Linked DNA regions of Sus scrofa: region 1 is linked to region 2. A link is a contact called in public promoter capture Hi-C data. All regions are on one chromosome and are shown on one strand. Each heading gives the region's core, a stretch centred on a gene start, on an enhancer-like site or on the middle of the called end of the contact. The rest is flanking DNA. Distances are from core to core; before and after follow the strand shown.

What was found. Promoter capture Hi-C pulls out the DNA fragments that hold promoters and counts their contacts.
Region 1: a promoter capture Hi-C map of liver shows a contact between it and region 2, with 13 times the contacts expected there. The contact joins the promoter of C3H16orf62 here to the promoter of LYRM1 in region 2. A contact is called at or near these places in 1 of 5 promoter capture datasets (liver) and 1 of 2 datasets of contacts at active chromatin or transcription factors (alveolar macrophages).

What each region holds. Positions count from the first base shown.
Region 1 is chr3:26,156,005-26,160,872 of Sscrofa11.1, forward strand. C3H16orf62 (UPF0505 protein C16orf62 homolog) reads right to left here and starts at 1,333. Exons shown (of 31, transcript XM_021086527.1): 1 at 956-1,333. The coding sequence starts at 1,044. It overlaps CCP110 (centriolar coiled-coil protein of 110 kDa), which reads right to left. Exons shown (of 16, transcript XM_005662110.3): 16 at 4,191-4,868.
Region 2 is chr3:25,149,490-25,154,237 of Sscrofa11.1, forward strand. LYRM1 (LYR motif-containing protein 1) reads right to left here and starts at 2,523. Exons shown (of 4, transcript XM_021086518.1): 1 at 2,397-2,523. It overlaps DCUN1D3 (DCN1-like protein 3), which reads left to right and starts at 2,012. Exons shown (of 4, transcript XM_021086516.1): 1 at 2,012-2,199.

The DNA of each region.
Region 1 (4,868 bases), core at 83-2,582, 1.0 Mb after region 2:
GTTTATCAAACATAAAACCAAAAGGATGTATTTCTAAAGTCTAGGGCTGTATATTTTTTCATTTGCTCACTCATTCGTTCAATGTAAACCACTTCACATCTCTTGCAGAAAAAGATCAGAATACAATCTCCCTTCCTGAGATGTAGCAGAGAGCTCACGTCGCCAGATAATCCTACTGCTACCATCACAACTTACTCCAGTTCTTCACACGCTGGTAGAAACAGCTGGAGCCTGAAGCACCCAGCTCCTAGCTACTCCAGCCACAAAAGCCCCAACAGGCACATCAGCCTTGGCACCCGCAGTTAGTTAGCTCCTTCTAACTGGGATGAGCTTCTGTTCATCCTCCAAAACCCAATTGAAGACTCTTCCTCTCCCAAGCCTTCCCTAAGGCGCCAGGTGTGGTTGTGCCTCGTCCCGGTGCCTTCTTTGGATATCTTTCTATTCTGGGTACCTGCCCCTACTAAACTCTCAGCTCCCTTAAGCCAAAGGAGTATGTCTGAGGGCTCTGCATCCTCAGTGCCCGCTGCAAGGCGCTGCACAGAGCAGGATGCACGGCAGCCCTTTTACAGATGAGAAAAGGAAGTCTGCCCCAGCTGAACCGAGTCGTTCAGGAAATAGCCAAGTCTCCCATTCTCTGCATCCAGCGCCCCAGAACCCGCGCCGACTTCTGGAAAAGCAGAAGCTGGGGAAGTTGTTTTTTTAGGGAATGAATGGAGAAGGGAGAGTGGGAGGCCGGGGGAGGGGTAGCGGGAGAAAGAACTAAGATCCCACCCGTCCGGTTCAGGGGGTTTCTCTGAAGCCAAGTAGCGGCGGGGGATCTGAGGTCAAGACAACCCAGGGGTGCGGTGGGAGCCGCCACCAAACCCCATAGAGAGCAGTTCACACACTCCCTCGCAGAGACACACACTGAGACAGAGACCCTGCCCCTGAAGCCCACCCGCCGCTTCTTCCTTACCAGGGAAAGGTGGCCATCTTCCCAGTCACATGACAGCTAGTTCGGGGACCGCCAGCCCAATTTGCCCTTCCAGACCCCGCCCCCTCCATGCCGCCATGATTGTGAAGGGCGGACACCCTCCCTCTAAGCACGAGCTGCCCGCCCCTCTCCGGCCGCCATGATTGTGAGGGGCAGCGTCGGCCCAGTAGGCTGTCGCAGCGCTGGCCTGCGTCGGGAGTGTGAGTGGCAGGCGGCTGCCTGACCCCCCGGGACCCCCTGGAGGCGGTGAAGAATCCAGACACGCGGGGGTATCGGACGCTAACTGCGGCTGGGGGTGGAAAGGGGGTGTTTGGGACCCAGTCGGCGCGAGCTTTCGCGGCTAATTCGCAGTTTGACCCGGTAAGCCACGCCCCTTCCCCGGGCCACCGCGTCCCCCTCTGTGCACTGCGGAAGTTAGGCATTTCCGGTATCCTCCTCTTGGGTCCTTAAGGGCTTCCCTGGATCATAGTGTGACAGCTCTCAACTGGAACTAAACTGGAGAAAGCAGAGGTCACCTTTCCTCCGTCTTGGCGAAGCCCTGCGTTTCTATGAAGGTGGATGTTCATTTCCGCTGCAGAACTTCTGTGCTCCAGTGTTTTCTCTGATTAAAAAATAACTACACTGAGCACCTTGCATTCACTCTTCATGTGCTCCTCACTGCAAACCTCTGAAGTAAAAGCGATTATCACCTGTTTCGGCTGGTAGGCGCCCAGCCCGGGTTGGTTAACAGCTAATCACAAAGCAGCATCTTATCCTCACTTTTTTTGTTTCCCTTTTCAAGTGTCTTTTCTGACAAAAAAAGAGGTTGGAAAACCACATTCTTTTGAGTGTCTTTGAGGACGCCCTCCCCAGGAAAAGACAATAGAATAATACACACTTAAACCTGTAATGGAATGTGTTGTTTATCACGCTGAATCCTAGTTTCTTCATCTGTGAAATCAGGATAATTCTGACGGAAGTGAAGGGAGATACATATAAAATGGCCGGCAAATGGTCAGTACTCACTGGAAGCAGTACGTGACTAGGTAAGCTTAGATCACATCGTGCCTTCTGTGACCTTCCTGTTTTCAGAGCTCTGTCTGTCCACAGCAAGAGACTGACTCTGCAGTAGATCATAAAGTAGGGCTTCTCTCCTTTGAACTGCACAGGCTCATCTGGGGATCTTGTTCCATGCAGGGTCTGATTCAGGTCTGGGCCAGGACCTGGGCTTCTGCATTTCTTACAGGTTTCCAGGTGGCCCTGCTGCTGGTCTCTGGATACAGAAGGGACTGTGGTAGTTTTAGGTGGTAAGGGGGCGGGGTAGGGTAACTCAGGATTCATATTCAACCATGCCCACTGAATCCAAGCCCTGTACAGCATGTCTACTATGCACAGATAAGGGGAAGTTACCCTGAAACACTAAAGTTAGGGGAAGGGTGAATAAGGGATTTTCCCCACCATAGGCTGAGAAGCAGAATCACAGTTCTGGTGGCACCTTTGTCAGCCACCTCAAGAAACTGAATTTCGAACCAGAGAAACTGACCAAAATGTAATCAATTAAATAAATAAAAACGTAATATTTTACTGTCAGGCATAATTTTGGTTAGACACCATAGCTGTCCTCAGAGCTGTCTTTAGAACCTAACCAACGTGGCTCCACTGCACCGTATTCCAATCTGATTTGCTGTATTCTGTGACTGGGTCTCCTTTGGTTTGTTGTTGGGTTTTTGGTTTTTTTTTTTTTGTTTTGTTTTTGTCTTTTTTGTGGGGGGGGGGGCTTTTTTAGGGCTGCTCCCGCAGCATATGGAGATTCCCAGGCTAGAGGTCTAATCGGAGCTACAGCTGCCAGTCTATACCACAGCCACAGCAACGCCAGATCCAAGCCTCGTCTGTGACCTACACCACAGCTCATGGCAATGCCAGATTCCCCCACCCACTGAGCAAGGCTAGGGACCGAACCCACAACCTCATGGTTCCTAGTTGGATTCGTTCACCACTGAGCCATGATGGGAACTCCTGGGTCTCCTTTGGTTTTTACAATTACTTTTATAACCTGTATGTATGCACACTATGGTCTGTTAGAGCATCCAACTTCATTTGCTTATTGAATAACTATTATTCTTCACTGGGGGGAGAAGGGGGATTGTATGGGTTTGTTCACAGGACAGTGACACCTAACAGAAAAAAAAAAAAAAAAGACCTTCATCTCCAGCATGGGCCCTTGTTTTCAGCTCCGAATGATTAAGTTCCCAGTCATATTCATCATTCTCAATGTAGGACATCAATGAGAGTAAGGATGGCCTTAGGAAAAGGGAGGGGCCCTTCTCACACTGCCCTGCAGATGATCAAATGCAGTATCTCCCCAAAGAGAGGTAAGAAACGAGGACCACTTTTCTTTTTTTTTTCTTTTCTTTTTACTGCTATACCTGCAGCATATGGAAGTTCCCAAGCCAGGAGTCAGATGAGAGCTGCAGCTGCCAGCCTACACCACAGCCACAGCAGCACGGAATCCAAGCCAAATCTGCGAACTGTGCTGCAGCTTGAGGCAGCACTGCATCCCTAAACCCACTGAGTGAGGCCAGGGATCGAACCCACATCCGCACAGAGACAACAGGTTTTTATCCCCCTGAGCCGCAGTGGGAACTCCCCATTTTTCTATGCTCATATTCAATGATTAGGCAGCACCAGGACCTGGTTTGTTTTTTGTCTTTTTTCTTTTTAGGGCCTCACCCATGGGATATGGAGGTTCCCAGGATAGGGGTCCAATCGGAGTTGCAGCCACTGGCCTATGCCAGAGCCACAGCAACGCAGGATCTGAGCCGAGTCTGAGACCTACACCACAGCTCATGGCAACGCTGGATCCTTAACCCACTGAGCAAGGCCAGGGATCAAACCTGCGTCCTCATGGCTACTAGTCGGATTCGTTTCCTCTGAGCCAGGATGGGAACTCCAGGAGCCGGATTTTTAACGCTGTGCTAATCTACCAGCTTTGTTGTACGCTCCAACCTCAGCATTCTCTCCCATCCGCTCCTTAGCAGGCGCCCAGTTCTTAGTAAGCTAAGACATTTCCAGGTCCAGTGAACTTCCGCCCTCTGAAAAGTCCAACTCATGCAAAAAGCAAATAATGAAATACACCTTTCATGGGTCTTGTAAAAATGATCATATTACATTATTAAATGTCTTGGCCACATACTTTTCAAAAGTCCTTTCTTTGGTAAATAAAAAAGATCAAACTAGATTTCCTTTAAGATGAAAAGTTTATTTTGCCTTTTGCCTAGAAGCAAAACTAGTGAAAATTAAAATTAAAGTATAAAAATAAATATAATTTACATTAATGGGCATTCCACTCAAAGTAAAAATAACAAAAATAATGTATATAAATAAAAATCCATTAAAAGCACAAAACCATGTCTGGCACTTTCATGAGCAAAAGCTGTGAACATTAAAAAATGTGTAAAACTCACAAGTTTTTATTACAAAAAAAAATACTCAAGTTTCACATCCTTAATTTAAAACTGGTTTTAACTTTCTCCAACACATACTATTTGTTTTAGCCAATTTGCTTTAGTGTACATGAAACCTGTAGCATCTATCTTTCATACTGGAAAAACCCACAATATTAATAAGCTGTATCCTGAGTTTTCAGAGTGATAAAGCACAATTTATCATATTAACAAGATAATTGGATATACTTTGCCTACAAATATAAATTGGTAACAGAGACATTTCGACAGTCTTCTGTTTCTAATTTTCTGGTACACTCATGAAATAAATGATACATCTCAATAAAGTCCATCAAGTTTACATCCAGAAGATATTATTTTCTGACTATAGCTGGATGTGAAAGTTAAATTTTAAATGGAACAGCAACTCAAAACAGTTTCTCCACACTCTGTTTTTTTGTTTTTGTTTGTTT
Region 2 (4,748 bases), core at 1,273-3,772:
TAACTGGCAAAGTCAGGTTTGCTATAGTGAAGATAATCAGCTAAGCAGTAACAAAAGCAAAAAAAAAAAAAAAAAAAAAAAAAAAGCAGTAACAGCTGGGAGAGGAAAGAAGGGAAGAGATTTGAGCCAGGCCTTAGAGGATGGGTCCCATTGTTTCAGGATACTATGGAAGCTCTTTGTATCTCTGAAGACTTGCTAGTGTCCAGAGTCCCCTCTGCCGGTTTTTCCTTCTCTGGATCATCTTTAAATGTCAAAAGCCCCCAAGGAGTTTGGAGGCCTTTGTCTTTATCTCCACCCTCTTCTCAGGTGACCTAGGAATAAACTGCTACATTTATTACCTGAGTTTTCCCTTGATTTGTATATCTAACTTCTCCACACCTTTACCTGTGGTTAACAGACTAATCAAAACTAATATTCAAAATAGTCCCTTCCAAACTCTTTTTCTCTTAGGAGTCATCCTTGGTTCCTCCTTTTCCCAAACACTTCATATCCAATTTGGCAGTATGTCCTGCAAGCTCTACAGCCAGAATACATTCTGAATTCAATTCTATTTCCATTGTGATCATAACACTACTGTCACCTCTCACCTGGCCTACAGCAACAGCCTCATAACAGGTCTGACTACTTCTACCCTTCTCTATCCAATAGCCAAGAATGATTTGCTAAAAATATAAATCAGATTTGGTCACTCCTTCTTAAAACCCTCCAGTAATGTAGTAGCAGCCGAACCCTCACCGTGGGCTAAAAGACTAGACTAGATCAAGCCCTGCCACTTCTCCATCACAGACCACTCTGCCTGGCTCTTGCTTTTATTCCTTCCTACTCCAAGCACCTGGCCTTCTTCCCTTCTTTCCTCAGATCCCTGCCCATTGGCTCTTTTCACCACCTAGAAAGCTCATTCCCTACCTTCCTTCTTTTCTCGGATTTCTGCAAAACTCAGCCTCCTCTGAGTAGCTTTATGGATTTAAAGTGGCCCTCACCCCATCTTCTACCACTTCATCTGATATTACTATCTTTGGGGCATTCCTCACTTGCTGATATTTTTTATTGATTTACTTTTTAACTTTCTCCCAGACTCGAATCACAGACCAACGCCTTTTGCACTAAGAAGCTAGTTCTCATTATCTTAGAAAGTATCGGTGTCCTGTCAACCTTCCTCCCTCGCCCTACTAATTTGCCCCTACTAATCTCCCATTGACATTCGGGAATCCAAAGGTTTCAGACATCCCAGATGGTCCCCAAACCAGCATTTTCAGCATTCCCAAACCAGGCTTCCCCTTCCTGGCCCTGGAGCCACTTCCCTTGGCAGGTTCCCCACGCCAGCAGCGGGGACACCGAGCCGCCCTCGCGAGGCTGGGGTCACACAGGCTCGTCTCCTAGCAACGTCGCACCCCCCACCCTCACCCATCCCTGCCCCTTGGGAGCCAACCCCTTCCCCCAGTCTCCCGCGCCAGGAGTCAGCGTCTCCATTCTCTACACTCACTCTGCGTCAGTCCAGCCTTCCCCCACCCACAGAAGCGCCGCAGCCTACGGCAGACTGGGAGGAGGCGGCGCCGGGAGCCCAGCTGAGCCGTGGTCGACAGAGCTTAAGCAGGTCCGGTAGGCCAGGCCAGACCAAACCACCAGACGAACCTCCGTGGGAGCATTCGTACCAGGTCGGGGGTAGGCTAGAGCCTTCCTTAAACGTCACACTCTAGACCACCCTCCACCGTATTCGCAACAATTATAGCCAAGTTCAACCTTTTCTTATTTTTCCTTTCCCCCTTCCGCTCTCCTCTCCCCCGGATTCCAGCCCCCCCCCCGAAAATGGGCCAGTCCATCTCCTCCTAGCCCTCCCTCCGCGTCGCTAGGTCTTTGCCCTTACTTGGCGACGGCTTCGTACGTCTTTGCGTACGTCGTGACGCAACCTGCCCCTCGTTCCCTCCCCGCCCTTCTCCTATTCCGCCTCCCGGAGCGGGCGGCCCGCGGGGTTACCGGAAGTGATGATGCAGGAGGCGATGGAGGGGGCGGGGTTTCGGGGCGGCCGCCGCCGGTGGGCCGCAGATGAAGAGGAGGCGGCGGCAGTGGTGGAAGAAGAGGCGGCGGCGGCGGTGGGGGTAGGGTGCTTGAAGACGCGAGCGGGGATGGTAGGTGGTTTGGACCTGCCGGGCCGCCGTCGTTTCCAGAAAGGGTTTGACTGGAGGAACCTCTGGAGCAGCTGTGAGTTTGGGGGTTGGGGGGTGTATGAGGAAAAGGGGAGGCTTTGGGAGATGAAGGGGCGGGGGTTTGGGTACCTTCGAGAAAGGGGGGTAGAAGGGGAGGAGTGGAAATCGGCGCCTTGTCTGGACTGGTCCCGCTGGAGGAAGACGCTGTGAGGGGGCCCTGTGGCGTGTCAGCCCCAGGCTCAGAAAACTTACCTACTGTCTCTGCCCCTCCACCGCCGGCACCCCCCACCCGCCACCCAAGGCCTGGGGCTCTGGGGGCCGGAGCTGCCCTGGAGGGAGTGCAAACTCTAGTCTTCTGCCCCTGGTAAGTGCAGTGAGGTAGGAGCCCAAGCAGGAGGTGGTGGGTGAATCTCCAGCTCCTCCGCCCTCATTTCCCTCCCCACCCCCATCCTTCTCTTTAATCATTAACAGCCCTGGAATTAAGGGGCTCAGACCTGGAGGCCTTCCTATGCACCTTTGCTGTAAACGATAACCATCTGTGCCTGAGGTAATGGGGCTGGAAGCTTTGCCTGTATCCTGTATAGGAAGTGGGACAGGGTGACAAATGTATTGTTTTTTTCTATTCTCCCCCACCCCCATCCTCCCCCATGCATACCCCTCCTTTCCACTTTAATTCTCCGTGGCTAAGTAGTAATCGTGTTTTTTTCTTTTTCTTTTTCCCTTTCGTCTTGGTACCTTCTTTTGAATTTGGTGTTCTGCTTCTATCCCAGATCTTAACTTCAAGCTTTGTAATACTTCAGTTACAAGCTGTGTCTCTTTGGGAGTACTTCTCAATGCCCGGTCGCTCCCGATTAAGATAAGCATTTTCTCCTAAGAATACTGGAATTCCAAAGCCTTGCAGGGATTCCTGAATGGCATCATAGTCCAGGAATCAAGGTCTCTTCCTCTGAATACTTTATATGTGAGGAATTTAAATGTTGTCAACTCTTTCCAGAATGTTTTGATCTTAGGCTAATTCTGGATTTCTGTGTTTTTCTCCACCCACACTTCATAATGCACTTTGGAGAAGAGAAAACCCCATGTACTTTTTTGTTTCTACAATTTGACAATAGCTCTTTTATCTTTCTCTCCACTTGTGTGTCTGGCACACAAGTCTTCGATGACACATTTGGCTTGTACTGATTTCCATCTTATTTATTTAGCTGAATGTTTGTATATAAGTGGCGTTAAATAAGACATTGTGACTTGTTTAGTTTTGTTTTAAGGAAGAAGGTAAACCAATAAGGGATGTAAAAAAATCATTTGAAAATTGCAAAGAATGATTGAAGAAGAAGATCTCCGTTGATATTCTGTTGGTTTAAGGGGGAAAAAAATGTAGTGCTACTTTAGCCTTTTGTAGGGATTTCAGAGTGAAGTGTGATGATTCCTATTTTGGTGTTGATATTTTCTTTGGAAATCTTTTTTGGATTATAAATTTGGAAATAAATTCTTTGTTGAATCTGGAGCTGTGTTTTCTGAAGAACTTGAAGAGTTGGTGCCCAAATTTTAGGGATCATTTGATTAGAAAAAGTCCATAAATCCTGTTCCTCTGCAACTGAATTTATATGCTTATTGCTAGACAAATTATCATAACATGGGTTCCATTCTACTCATCGGGGCTTTCAAGCCTGATAAAACAGAATATTTAATGCTTTGATTGTACAAGTAATGGCATGTTTAGATGTTTCACAGAAATGTAACAGAAGAAAAAAATGACTACTTTTCTCATTTTAGCTGAATTGGAATCATTGACTAAAAACTCCAAAATTCATTCAATCAACAAACTTTTCTTGACTGGCTACTAATTGCTAGCTATTATTTCAGGCAATGGGTCTGTGAAGGTGAACACAGCAGTAAGGTCCACGCTGCCCTGGAGCTTAGGTTAGAGTGGAGGTGGTGTGGGGACAGATAAATAAGCAAATGAGATTTTGATAAGTGCTGAAGGAAACAAGAGTGATGTGATAGAAAGTGTCTGATTGAGATATAGTCGGAGACCTTTCGGAGGAGGTGACGCTTAAGCTGAGCTTCGAATGAAAAGGAGCCCATTATGCAGAGATAGGGGAGGAGCCTTCCAAGTTCAAGGAGTAGCTAGTGCAGAAACTGTCTGGAGTGAGTTTGGCAAGTTTCAGGGAGGAAAAAAGAGGTAGGCGGAAAGGAGATGAGGGAAGATGGGTTAGGGGAGAGAGGAGAGTGAAAAGATTCTAGGTCAGAGAGGTGGAAATAGGCTCATAAATAGGTAGGCAAAATAAGAGTAAGAAGGAGAAGGAATTGTAAAATGATGCTCCGTTTTAATTCTGTTGCCTTTCCTAGAGTCTTACCACATACTACTTTGAGGGTATACTTGGCCTATTATATTTAAAAAAAAAAAAAAGTCACCCTGCTGAGAGTGGGAGAGGAGGAGGCAGTGGTCATCTGGAACTTTTTTGGCAGATGGATCTCAAGCCATGTGTTAAAAAATCAGTGAGATGAAGTTCCTGTCATGGCTCAGTGGAAATGAATCTGACTAGCATCCATGAGGACACAGGTTCCATCGCTGGCCTTGCTCAGTGGGTTAAGGATCTGGCC